Linked DNA regions of Macaca mulatta: region 1 is linked to region 2. A link is a contact called in public Hi-C data. All regions are on one chromosome and are shown on one strand. The core of a region is the stretch at or near the end of the contact, and the rest is flanking DNA. Distances in the headings are between cores, read along the strand shown.

The links. Hi-C and Micro-C count contacts between places; a contact is called where the count stands out from the background.
Region 1: a Hi-C map of cortical neurons shows a contact between it and region 2, with 8 times the contacts expected there. The contact joins two enhancer-like sites. A contact is called at or near these places in 9 of 14 Hi-C or Micro-C datasets (CD4 T cells, blood, cortical neurons and 5 more).

The regions. Positions count from the first base shown.
Region 1 is chr3:174,206,390-174,212,571 of T2T-MMU8v2.0, forward strand. It overlaps a transcript of AKR1B1 not described here. Among named protein-coding and RNA genes, the nearest start is that of AKR1B1, 59 kb to the left of the region's middle. Within about 2 kb of position 2,337, at least 3 of the 40 cell types and tissues checked have an H3K27ac peak or open chromatin away from gene starts, as enhancers often do.
Region 2 is chr3:174,132,984-174,139,526 of T2T-MMU8v2.0, forward strand. It overlaps AKR1B1 (aldo-keto reductase family 1 member B), which reads right to left. Exons shown (of 10, transcript NM_001265861.1): 7 at 6,386-6,467; 8 at 5,708-5,791; 9 at 3,689-3,771; 10 at 750-1,164. The coding sequence ends at 1,122. Among named protein-coding and RNA genes, the nearest start is that of AKR1B1, 14 kb to the right of the region's middle. Within about 2 kb of position 2,433, at least 14 of the 40 cell types and tissues checked have an H3K27ac peak or open chromatin away from gene starts, as enhancers often do.

The DNA of each region.
Region 1 (6,182 bases), core at 1,087-3,586, 73 kb after region 2:
TGCAACAGACCTTTAGATACACACCTTTTCTGAGCTTCACCACAGTGGTGAGAACTTGTGAGCAATGGGTCTAGGGTGAATTGATCTAACGCAAAGGTCTAACACATCTTCAAACGATGTGTTAGATCTGTTAGGGCACTCGCAATCATCTAGTATTGGGTGTTTCAGAAATACTTTGAAAGTTTTTTTCGCCAAAGAGAAAAGAAATAATATGTATGCTGAAAAAGCATTTCACATTATTCTGGTATGCCATCCCTTTTCTCTGCTGAGAACCACCACAGTATCATTTTACATATGAAGAAACTGAGGCTCCAAGCGGCTAATCAATAGGTCACATTGATAGCAGAAAAGCTGCCACTAGGACCTAAGTCCTGGCACATGCTGCCTCCCTGGGATTCCCAGGTCACTTCCAATGCTGCCTCGCTCTGTGTGAGATGGTGATGACACTCCTTCAAGACCAGAATGGGTGACTCTCCAGAGCTTTACAACCCTCTCCTGCCCAGTAAGTCAACTTGGCAAAAGTAGCTTCTCTGGTCAGAAGGAGAAGAAAGAGGTGACAGCAGGGAAGACTACACCAATTATTTTTAATAGAAGTTCTGTAGGAATAGACCCAATTGTGGCTCTTTCCAGGCCTAGTTTGACAAGGATGATGCTGGTATATATATACAGCTCCCGAGAGACCCTAGAACTGGGAATTTAAGCCCAGTTCTTCTAAAAGAAGATCACTATGGAAGATAGGGATAAATGAGATGGTGAGTAGTGCCACCTCCATCCCCTTAGTAAGTAATAAAACAATATCCTTCCAGGTTCCATCTTAAAACAGACAGGGACTCCAGTTGTGACCTTAATACAGCAGGTTTCTTTACATAACCTAGTTAGTAGAGATTCATCAGCAGACCACTAGGGGGAGTGTGGTCTGATTATGGGGAAAAGCGCCAAGAAGAAAGCAAAAAACAACATGGCTACAAGTAGCCACCAGGAAAAGAGGGTGGAGAGTGATAGATAGATAGGGGGAAAAAATCTAAGCCGACAATTCTGCCTCTCTGTTCTTTACTGCCTGCCCTCCTCTGAAACAATTTTACATCTTCTTCAACACCTTCAAGTTCAGCTGAGGATTTCTTTGCATATTTCAAGATGTCAGACCCATCATGAAAATAGACAAGTGCCACCTACTCCTCCGACTGTCAATTCCACCACTTCCTTCCGTCCTCTGCTGTTCTATACACAAAAGAAGTTTTCCTCCTGTTACAGAAGGAGGCATGACCGTGGTCCTACCCAGGACTTTCTAAGGGATGGGGGAACAAGAATAGGTTCAGTGCATCTATTCTCAGATGCTCATGGAGTCTAAGCTGGTGCCTCTTATAACCTGCTGGTCATATAGACATATTCTTGCCATATAATCAGCCCCAGGGCCAGACTTCTCTGGCGAGAGGGGGGCGGGTCTTGCCCATGCCAGGTGCAAGTCATGCATCTCATCCGGGAGTTACATTTCTGATTTCAGTTAGACAGTTCAGGTGATTTCCAGGCCTGCCAGAAAGAACCCTAATAGTACAATCCACCCTAGACCCATGGTCAGCCTTTTTACAACAAAACAATTACTCTTAGTTTGACAGCAATGTCAAACTCTGCCTCTCTCCTCCACTTTATAAGGACCCATCTGATTACATTGGGCCCACCTCAATAATCTGGGATAATCCCCTCATCTCAAAGTCAGCAGATTGGCAGGCTTAATTCCATCTGCAACCTTAATTCTCCTTTGCCCTGTAACCTAATATGTTCACAGGTTCTGGGGATTAGGGCATGAACATCTTTGTGGCGGTGGCATTATTTTGTCTACCACACCCTGTGTTATTTCTCTTAAGAGTATAAACTTCACTTTGAGAGGCCAAGGTGGGTGGATCATGAGGTCAGGAGATCTAGACCATCCTAGCTAACATAGTGAAACCCCGTCTCTACTAAAAATACAAAAAATTAGCCTGGCGTCATGGCGGGAGCCTGTAGTCCCAGCTACTTGGGAGGCTGAGGCAGGAGAATGCTGTGAACCCGGGAGGCGGAGCTTGCAGTGAGCCGAGATCATGTCACTGCACTCCAGTCTGGGCGACAGAGTGAGACTCTGTCTCAAAAAAAAAAAAAAAAAAAAAGTGTAAACTTGAGGCTATATCTCTGTTATGTCTGGAGTACACAGGATTCAAAATGTTTGGAGTACAAGTCAAACTCCTTTCCTCTGGGTATATGGCTTTAACAAATATTGCTTCCCACGGAAAGAGGCTCTACAACAGGGCCCATCTATTCCCCATGGGAAACACTCTAATCTTTTCCAAATTTGTCAAATCACCATGAGTCACACTATAAAAAGAATGGTTTGCACTGAGTCATGGTGCTTAAGCCATGGAAGAACACGTTGGTAGGTTGCTTTCTCTAATTAAACATTTTCATTGACTGGGTGGCTTATAAGTCTTCCATAAGTATGTAACTTGAAATTCTGCTGTGAGATGCCCTGGTCATTGTGTCGGGGATACCTCAAACTCCGTTTGAATTAAGACATCTAATAACCCAGATGTGTTGGCATGCAGGCTCATTCCCATTTCTGGATTTGGGCATGTCATCTTAATAGCTGCTATAATTGTCAGTCCTGTACTGTCATGCCAGGTAACTTGCCATCTTTGTCCTTCATCCTGAAATAGGATGCTTCTAGTTTCTCTATTTATATTAGAAGGTCTGTTTCTTCAACAGTCTTTCCTTATTAAAAATGAATTCTGCCTGGTCAACGATTTCTAGCCCAGTTTGCAATCCTACCAAAGCTCTCTTTCTTTGGGTGGGCTGATGCTGTTTGAGCCACCAGACGCATTGTTGCCATTGATTACTCATTGCTTTAGTGCAATTTGGAAATAAAGTGGAGATCCAAAAATGTTGAATTCTTCAGGGTGAGGATGTATAAGTAGTAGTGACCCGTAGGTGAATTTTGGTTTGTATATATTGTAATGCTTCTCAGAACCATGCACGTCTAATTGCTGGCTTTTCATTCTCAGGAATGCAGGATCACCAAGTTGTATATCATTACTGTCTCTGTCAGTGATCCAAGTATTTTAATTGTGCCTTCACCTCTTCATGGATTTTCTTTTTCTACTCACAACAGCTTTTTTAAAAACATAATTTTATAACAGATGGAGCATTCAATGGATAATTTGTATCCCAATACCTTTCTTAAACCTTCACTAATCACAATTAATGGTCATGCAATGTTCATTCAAAAGATTATTGATCAGTGTTCTCTGAATTTGACAGGGGAAATATTCTGCTGCTTTCTAACATAAGTCCTTAGTAGGCTCATTAGTTTGACTTTGAAGCAGCTCACGTCTTGGTTTTTTAAAAAAGGAGGAGTTCTCAGCAGACAGAGTTCTCCCTCTCAAGGGGAATCTGGATCAAAACTTATGAGAAAATATTATTCTCTTGCTCTAGCCTCTGCAAGGCACCAAATTGCAGGTAGATACCACAATCATTTGTTGACTTTTTTCTCTCAATGACAATCTTACCTTTCTTTCATTTATCATTAATTTTCATCAAAACATTTTCCCACAAATGAGGTCCCTGTCTTCAGTCACTGGACAATTCCTGTTGTTGGTAGCAGTGTGGGACATGCCAGGGCTTCCCTTTACATTCATTTGCAATCACTGAGGGTCAGACTAAATAAGTACGGAGAAGAGGGCCATCTTTTCCACTAAGCAACAAAACAATTGCAATAGCCCCACTTTAGTGAGGTGTAAAAAAAGAATAATCCTTTTTGGTAATTCACACAAGGATAATTGTATCAATCCCTAGGGAATTCTTGCAATTAGGTTCTATTTTATAGGTATAGTCTCTTGTTTTGGAGTATTACATGCCTGTGGGACCCTTTGCTGTATGAATAGCTCTGGTTCAGGGACTAGCAGGTTTGACATTCAACAAAGGAATTGTGGTGAAGAAAGGAAGAGTTGGCTTCGAGTTTCTGTATTGTCTCCTATTTCCTAATCCATCACAAAAGTGTAGCAATTTATCTAATGGAAACTTGCCTTTAAATATTCTCATGTCAGCTTGCAAAACATATCGCTGAAGATTGTAGACCAGCTTTTCAATCCTTTTGAAAGCAGATGCTTTAGTTGTTCATTCGAACTTTCTATAAACCTATTAACTTGATAGTGATAAGAAATACAATAAATTCATTGAATGTGATGCTTCTTGGGCCCTTGTTGTACTGTGTGGGTAGTGAAATGTTTGCTTTAATTTGATGAAATATAACTAGGTGGGCAAAACTGATGTAGAATGCTTTTTTGTTGTTGTTAGTGTTCTTTTTTAAAATTGTAGGTCCTAAGGGAAAAGAGGCTACTTGCTGGTAAATAAAATGTATCCCTCCTGTGCTTTGCCTGATAACATGTTCCTGTATGTATCATTTCCCTTTCAAGATGGAACTTCTTTGAGCTTTGCACTCCTGTTGGAGTGCTTTGCTTTTCTTCTCTTCTCTCTTCTCTCTTCTTCCTTTCCTTTCATTTCCTTTCTCCTTTCCTTTTCTTTGTCCCAGGTCAGACTCTTGCACTGTCACCTTGGCTGGAGTGTAATGGCATGATCTCAGCTCACTGCAACCTTTCCGCCTCCCACCTTCAAGTGATTCTCCTGCCTCAGCCTCCCATGTAGTTGGGATTACAGGCGCCCGCCACCATGTCCGGATAATTTTTTGAATTTTAGTAGAGACGGGGTTTCACTACGTTGGTCAGGCTGGTCTCAAACTCCTGACCCCGTGATCTACCCACCTCAGCCTCCCAAAGTGCTGGGATAACAGGCGTGAGCTACCACGCCCGGCCAGATTGCTTTTCTGACGTCACCCATGGCATGATGGGTATTTCCAGTCTTTATGTTCTTCAGTTATTTGGGTTATCTCAATGCCCAGTAACAAACAAGTAACTGTTTTCCAGGAGTACAGCAGAGAGCAGCATTTGGTAATGCTCTAGTCCCCCAGTTCAAAGTTGGAGAGTAGCAGTCATGGACTTCCGCTGGAGAGTTCACACAGCTTGAATATGGGGAGCCAATAGTCATATCATTTTAGCATGATGATTGTGTGTTCCCAGTGGAACCACTGCCTCCTGCAGTCATAAGAAGGCTGTTTTTTGGGTTCCCAATCAAATACATCCTTTTCCGCAGTGATTTGATGTATTGGGACCAGCAGTGTTCATAACTCAGGGATATGATTTCTCCAAAAGTCAAATAGACCCCCTGGGCACTGAGCCTCTTAGTTAGTCTGAGGGTTAGTAATTTGTTTTTGGTGGTCTGTGGTATGTTATGGGTTATTCCAGCACATATTATCTCCCCAAAACTTCCACAGTCTGTGCATGGCCCCTCGATTTTAGCAATCATCTCCAATTAGAGATATGCTTTATACGCTTAATTACTTTTTTCTTAGCTTGATCTTCAGTTTCAGAAATAATCATGTCATCAATATAATCTATAATTAGTATATTGTCCAATTGTATTAGATTTCACTAACAGTTAGTGAAAATACATGGGAGAGGCTGGGCATGGTGGCTCATACCTGTAATCTCAGCACTTTGGGAGGCTAAGGTAGGTTGATCACGTGAGGTCAGGAGTTCGAGACCAGCCGAACCAATGTAGTGAAACCCCGTCTCTACTAAAAATACAAAAAATTTAGCCAGGTGTGGTGGCATGTGCCTGTAGTCCCAGCTACTAGGGAGGCTGAGACAGGAGAACAGCTTGAACCCAGGAGGCAGAGGTTGCACTGAGTCGAGATCATGCCACTGCATTCCAGCTTGGGTGACAGAGCGAGACTCTGTCTCAAAAAAAAAGAAAAAAGGAAAGAAACAAAAGAAAGAAAGAAAGAAAGAAAAGAAAGAAAGAAAGAGAAAGAAAGAAAGAAAGAAAGAAAATACATGGGAGAGTTGAAATATTTTTGAGGTAGTACAGTAAACACATGAGGGTGATCATTCTACATCAGAGAAAATTGTTGGCTCACCTTGGTGACTGATATGGAGAGAGGCGAATTAGCCAGATTAATTACAGATCAGTTACCAGTTGTCTTTACTTTGTTGTATCAGTAGAAGAGTCTGGACCAGGTAGGGCATTGGTAAGGCTGTTGGGGACACAGTTTTGCTTTTCCTCTACTCTATTGTGCAGTGAACTGCCATGCCATGAACAGG
Region 2 (6,543 bases), core at 1,183-3,682:
TGTAAAGCAGTTAATGTGACTTGATCATGGGGGTCCTAATTATCCAATAAACAAGGCCAGCCACAAAACAACCTAACTTGATGAAGTTTCAAGTCGGCACTTGTCTATTCCATTCCTTTCTTGGCCTTTGTCAAACTTAACTCTGGATAAAGAAACAGTAACAAAAACAACAGCATTCTGCCGCAAAGCCTTTACTTTTGCAGCCCTATTTCATCCTTATCCAATCGGAAGCTATTTATTTATGCTTGTCTTTCCTCTCGTCTAGACAACAGGCTTCAGGAAAGCAGTTTCTCTCAGGTTGTGATGCTTAGTAAACACCGACTTCGGCCTTCACACAGAGAAGGAGCAACCAAGGAATCTGTGGAATCGAACATGGGCTTACCCTAAAGCTGTGGCTCAGCCTTGGCTGCACACTGGAATCACCTGGAGAGCTGTACACTCCTGCTGTCCTGGCCATAGCCCAGACAATCAGATCAGCCTCCAGGGCGAGGTCCAGACATCACCAGCCTTAAACCCCCCGAAGGTGACCCGGTGTGCAGCCAGGATGAAACCCACGGCCCTAAAGCTAAATGGGTAAAGTACTGGGGTGGGGGCCCCCAACTTGTAGATGAGGACTTGTAGAAAAGCCAAGTCCTCACTCCTTTTGCATCACTGACGGGCCTGCTTTACGGGTTATCTGGAAAGTGATGGTTGAAAGTGAGTAGAAGGTTGCTATTGTTTTAAAAAACCAAAGCTCACAAAACCAAGCGCACAAAAGCACTTTTTATTTGAGGCAAAGAGAAGTCTTGCTGAAAGGATTACAGTTCCAAGCAGTCAAAACTCAACTGTTAGTAGCACTATTTTGACCTGGTAGATTTTGCTTCTCTTTGGTCAGAAAAGAGTATTCAGGTTGTACTTTCCCCAGCGGGGCAAAAAGAAGGGCAAAGCAAACTAGAAGAGACTTCTACTCTACTGACAGGGCTCTTCAGATCCAACATCAAGCTAGACACGCCCTCGCTGGCCACTCTACAGGTTGCTGTCCCGCTGCTGAGTGACAGAGGCCATACTACATTTTCAAGAAAAAAAAATGAGGCAGGAAACACAGGTATAGGTCACTTAGGGATGAGCAGGCATCCACAGCTTCAAAACTCCTCATGGAAGGGGTAATCCTTGTGGGAGGCACAGCTGTCAGGAGAAAGGAGAAAACAGTTGCTTTTTGAAGAGGTGATTTTGACTATACCCAACTCCCAACAGAGAAACGATGTGTCTCATTGAAGAAAGAAAACAGAACCTCAGAGGCAACAAGCTAGTTCTGAATCTGCAGATCACGGTTCTGCAGCTGGGGGAAGCAACTCACCCTGCAGACCCCTCTACCACTACTGTCACCAAGCAGCACACGTGTGAGGGACACCCCCTCCCCATGTGCCCAGCACTGCAGACCCCTCTACCACTACTGTCACCAAGCGGCACACGTGTGACGGACGCCCCTCCCCATGTGCCCAGCACTGTGCCTGGGCCATGCAGGATGGCAACACGATTTCTGCCTCCTAGTAACTCAGTCTAGTTGGCAGGACCAGACAGCATCTTGTGGTCTTAAACAATAAGAGGGTGTAATAATATCAGAAGGTAGGCCAGGCACAGTGGCTCACGCCTATAATTCCAGGCCGAAGCGAGAGGATCACTTGAGGCTAGGGGTTTGGGACTAGCCCGGGCAACATAGCAAGATTTCCATCTTAACAAAAAAATTTTAAAAATTAACCAGGCATGGTGGTGCACGCCTACAGCCCCAGCTACTTGGGAGGCTAAGGGGGGAGGATCGCTTGAGTCCAGGAGGTCAAGGCTGCAGTGAGCTGTGATCATGCCATTACATTCCAGCCTGCGTGACAGAGTAAGAGCCCATCTCAAAAAAAAAAAAAAAAAAAAAAAAGGGATGTTGAAACTCTGTATGTGACTGAATCTCTAAGGATAAGAGAAGCAACGGCAAGTGCTCTGAGGATGGAGGGAGCCTCCTTGTATCAGTGGGGGCTGAAGTGAGCACAATCAACGGTTGGAGATTTTATACTGGAAACAGGGCAGGGAGCACAGGTGCAGACGTCTTTGCCAAAGCTCACCCACTGTCCATCTAGTAAGGCCAATGGCTGTGCTGGGAACATAAAGGCAGGAACACTGGACAGATGGTTGAGCAAGGCATGCAAGGCCAGAGTTATGTAATCTGAGCTGGGTGCTTAGAGTCTGTAACTCTTATTCAAAACCATTCAAAAGTTCTCCATGGCCTGCCTTTTTTGTGTACCCAAGGAGAGTGACACTGACATCAGCAGGTCAGGCTCAGTAAAGCAGTATCTGCCAGAGGGGTGGCATGTGTATAGAGAAAACTCCCTGGGAGACCTGGGCATGTCAGGGCTAGTCTCTTCCTCCCACTCACCACCACACAACAGGATAATCGAACAGAAGTTTCTAGAACAATACTGGAGGGCAGAGGAGTCTAACTGTAAAGGGAGCAATGAGAAAACCACTGTGGTTCCTCAGCCCTAAGAGCTTCAATCCACTGTCTCAAGTGGGAGAGGAAAAGGAAGACGGATGAACGGGAGATTCTGAAAGGAGAACGAAAGTAGCTTGGTGACTGATTTATTCCTCTCCTCCTTGTCCACTAGATCCAAAAATGATTTCAATGTCTAAGGCTAAGTAGCATTAACAAAGACGTCTGAAAGGGTGCTGGCCTGGGGCTGCCTGTGACATGCTCTGTTTGTGGCCTGTTTTGAGTGTGAGGCCACAGTGTGGCAGCAGCAGGCTCTCCAGACACACGCATGCCTGAAGCAGGGCAAAGTTATTGTCCACGATGCAGGCTGGGCACACATCTGCCTGGGGCAGTGGCTGAAGCCACCAGCAGTGCAAACTCCGGGGAGGGAGAGGGGACAGACTGGAAAGGGAAAGCTGGTGGCCCACCCCATCTTAGGGAATGTTCAAATTTTGCTTAGAAGAGGAAGTACTAAAGGAGAGTGTGTGGAAACAGCTCAAATGAGAATAAGGGTAGTGAAAGAGAAACAGGGTCTTAGTCTCCACTGCAAAATGAGCAGTTCCTTCTTGAAAAGCAGGAAGTGACTTACACGCGTCACCTAGTTATTGTAATGGTAGGAAAAGAGAAAACCCCCAGAAAACCTTCCTAGGCAGCTCCTTCCAAACTACCACGCAGAGGAAACAGAACCAGAGGATGTATGGCTGGAGGGACGGAGGTGCCTGCTGCTCAGAGGGAGGGCCTGTTTTGGAGCCACGTGGCTTACCAGGGTCAGAGCTGGGACTGTCTCAAACCCCAGCCCCAGGGGCTTCCGACCAAACCCCTTTCATTAGGGTCATTAAGACAAAAAGTCACAGGCAAATTCTTCCAGAGTTTGATCCAGGGTCACCTGGGATCACCTGGTTTCAGATGAACCACTAGGATTTTAAAATTAAATGCCAAAATATGTAGTTACTTCAGGCCAGGCCAACAATGCCCCGTGGTTAGAAGAAGATATCAGGAGCGGATCTCTTGGCATCTTGGCTTCATGCAGTTCAGCTAATGTAAGGTCATGTGGCAGAGAAAGCAAGGTAATGTGCAAAGCAAGAACAGCTGTGACAGGAGCGCATGGGCGCTGAGGCCTGCAGGGATCACTCTTCTGCTCTGCAGTATCTGAGGATCTCCTGGGAACTGCTCCTCACGCTGGGGCTCACTCACCTCAACAAGGCACAGACCCTCCAGTTCCTGTTGTAGCTGAGTAAGGTGGTCATATCCTGGTTGCTCAGTTCAAAGTCAAAGACCTAAAAAACAAACAAAAAAAATCCAGTAAGCTCTGCAAATAAAAACAAAAGACGAAATACTGTGCAGGACCCAGATGTCTTCCATGGCTTTGAGCAGAGATGATAAACTGAACTTAGAAAAAGCTGATTATATTACTATTCAGGAAATGTGCATGTTGGGCTAGATAATATATGGAACGATGAAAACAGTCCTTCCTTTCCAGAACCTCCCAGGGAAATGATACATTTTATTTCATTTCAAAAAACACTACTGAGCACTTCTATTGTGATACGCTGCAGTGAGGAGTAGAATCATGGGTAAGATGTGTCTTTGCCTCTACTGATGAAGCAAACAAAGGGCAGAGGTATTTCTACAGCTGTGCCACAAATAACTAATCACACACTGTGTAAGGCACTCAACAGAGCACAGGAAGGGCAGAGGTATTCCAAATGCATTCCAGCTGGGGAACTGAACCACCACAGCCGAAGAGGAGGTGGTATTTGACATGGCCTAAGAAGCATAAGGTTCTGACAGGAAAGGCAAGAAAGGTATACTGGGAGAAGAGAAGCACCTGCATGAAGGCAGCAGATGGTACAGAACTCAGCTGGCATGGAGGCTGGGAGGGAGGCAGGCAGGCAGCACTGGGTGAGACCCACATGAGGCCAACACACACTCCCAGAGCCGAAGGGCTCTTAGCTTCAGATGATCACAAAATGTGCAGAAAGAGAGTCTGCTACAGGCTCTGTGATTACGATCACAGAAAAATGTGCAATAAGATGCAAAAATAAAATAGGTTAGCATTTTGAGATTAGTCATTTATTTTTTCTTTCCTAATTCCTTAAAAAATGAAATATGAAACAAAGGATGCATCTCCGGTGGGCTATGCCTTTCCCTCAGTGGCCACGGTTTTGCCACTTTATCTTGTGTACTCAGAACATCTACCTGCACGTAAGAAGAAAAACGTCTCCTCTACTCAACAATGGGCTCCACTTCCCGCTTCAGGGATCACTCTCATCCCTGTCTCACGCGTGACAGGTGGCAGGCATTAGGGCCACGGCCTCTGGGCAGTGGAATCAGGCAAAACCAGCTGCTCACCTGAGCTGGGGCCTGCCCAAGAGCCCCATGCCCATGGTTGTGCTGCATGCGGCACAGATCTTGGATAAAGACAGAGCTTCCCTGGCAGAGCCACTTCGCTCCATGAGAACAGAGCTTGGGCCATCAGGACTCCCCTGAGTTGCTCTCCTTTGGGCGTGCCCCCACCCCGACTCACCAAAGCTGCAAGGACGGGCGGGGAGGGAGGTGGTGCCCGGTAGCCTGAGCTGCTCCAGCTGCCACACTGAGCACTTTGCCTGTGCCCTGACACACGTCTAGGCTCTGTCCATCATCACATGAACTCCTTGCAGAGCTGGTGAGTGGGCTAAATGGTCCAGAGGGTCCTTTGCGGTCCCTGGGCTTATCAGCACAGCAACATTTCTCGATCACTTACTAAGGTATTAAGCACCATGTGAAGTGCTTTGATGCATCACTTAATCTTCGTAACAACCCTCAAAATGGGTATTATTTCATAGATAGGGAAGCTGAGGCACTGAGCAGTTAAGTGACTTGTCCAAGGTTATGCAGCTGGTAACTAACAGTTTCAGCGCAGGGCAGGTCCAGGCAGTGAAGCTCAAGAGCGAGATTTTCTCTGGGTAACCTCTCGGTGTGGTTGAAGGGCCTGAGCAAAGGTGTAGGTGTGTGTGTGCACAGCACGGGGCCCTGGAGGCACAAGGCCTGGCTCTGCACATGACCCCACCGGGGAGGTGTCCGTCTCAGTCTATGGCTCGCTCGCCATGGCTCCCTGGCCTCAGAGGAGAGGATGTGGGGATCCCACAGATGACACTCCAGGGACAGGATGAGCGGCTTCCTCCACCGCCCACTCCACGGAGGAGGGCCAGGCCTGACCAGCCAAGATCTTACCTTAAAGTTCTCAGCAATGCGTTCCGGTGTCACAGACTTGGGGATCACCACCAAGTTCCTCTGCATGGGGAACCGGATCAGGACCTGTGAGCCCAGGGAGACAATGAGTGTGTACACATGCCGGGCACTCGCACCATCATCACAGTGTCACACAACCCGCAGAAGGACATGCGAGAACTCCACAGGTGATCAGAGAGGGCCTCCAAGATGGCAGGTCACAGCTAGCAACAGGTAGGCGACGCATTCAGGTCCAGATCTGACTCCAGAGTCCTGCGCTAGCCACCGTGCCACATGCTTCAGTATCTCAGGCATATCACGAGACCACGTGAGGCCCTCCACTGGCTAGGAACGCACACTACCACTCAGGGGAAAGAACATTCCCTGCACAGCTGGTAAGAGCTCTTACATTTGTACAGAGATGAGCTTCCACATCAATGAACAAGTGCTGGCCCTCGTGGCAGTCACCCTTGGGATAGTGGGGGCAGGCACTATTACTCTAAGAGCCCATGCCACTCTTCTAAAGCCCCCATCTGTGCCCTGTCCACTCTGCACTTGAGGACCCTGAACCACACTTCCTGTGAGGGGGTAACAGGCTCAGTCACTTCCTCCTCTTGGCTAACAGGACCATCAGGAATGCAGGGAGTTCTGGAGAGTCAGGAACACCTGAAGTGGCTGTACCTGGGCTGTAGTTTTATTGTGCTTGGCTGCAATCGCCTTGATCCTGGGATCCTCCAGGAGGGAAGGGTCCTCGGGCTTGGCCCTGAGGATAGAAAGACAGTCCAGGTCACACCATCATGGCCGTCACTCATGGCAGCCAGAAACCCTAACCCTAATCC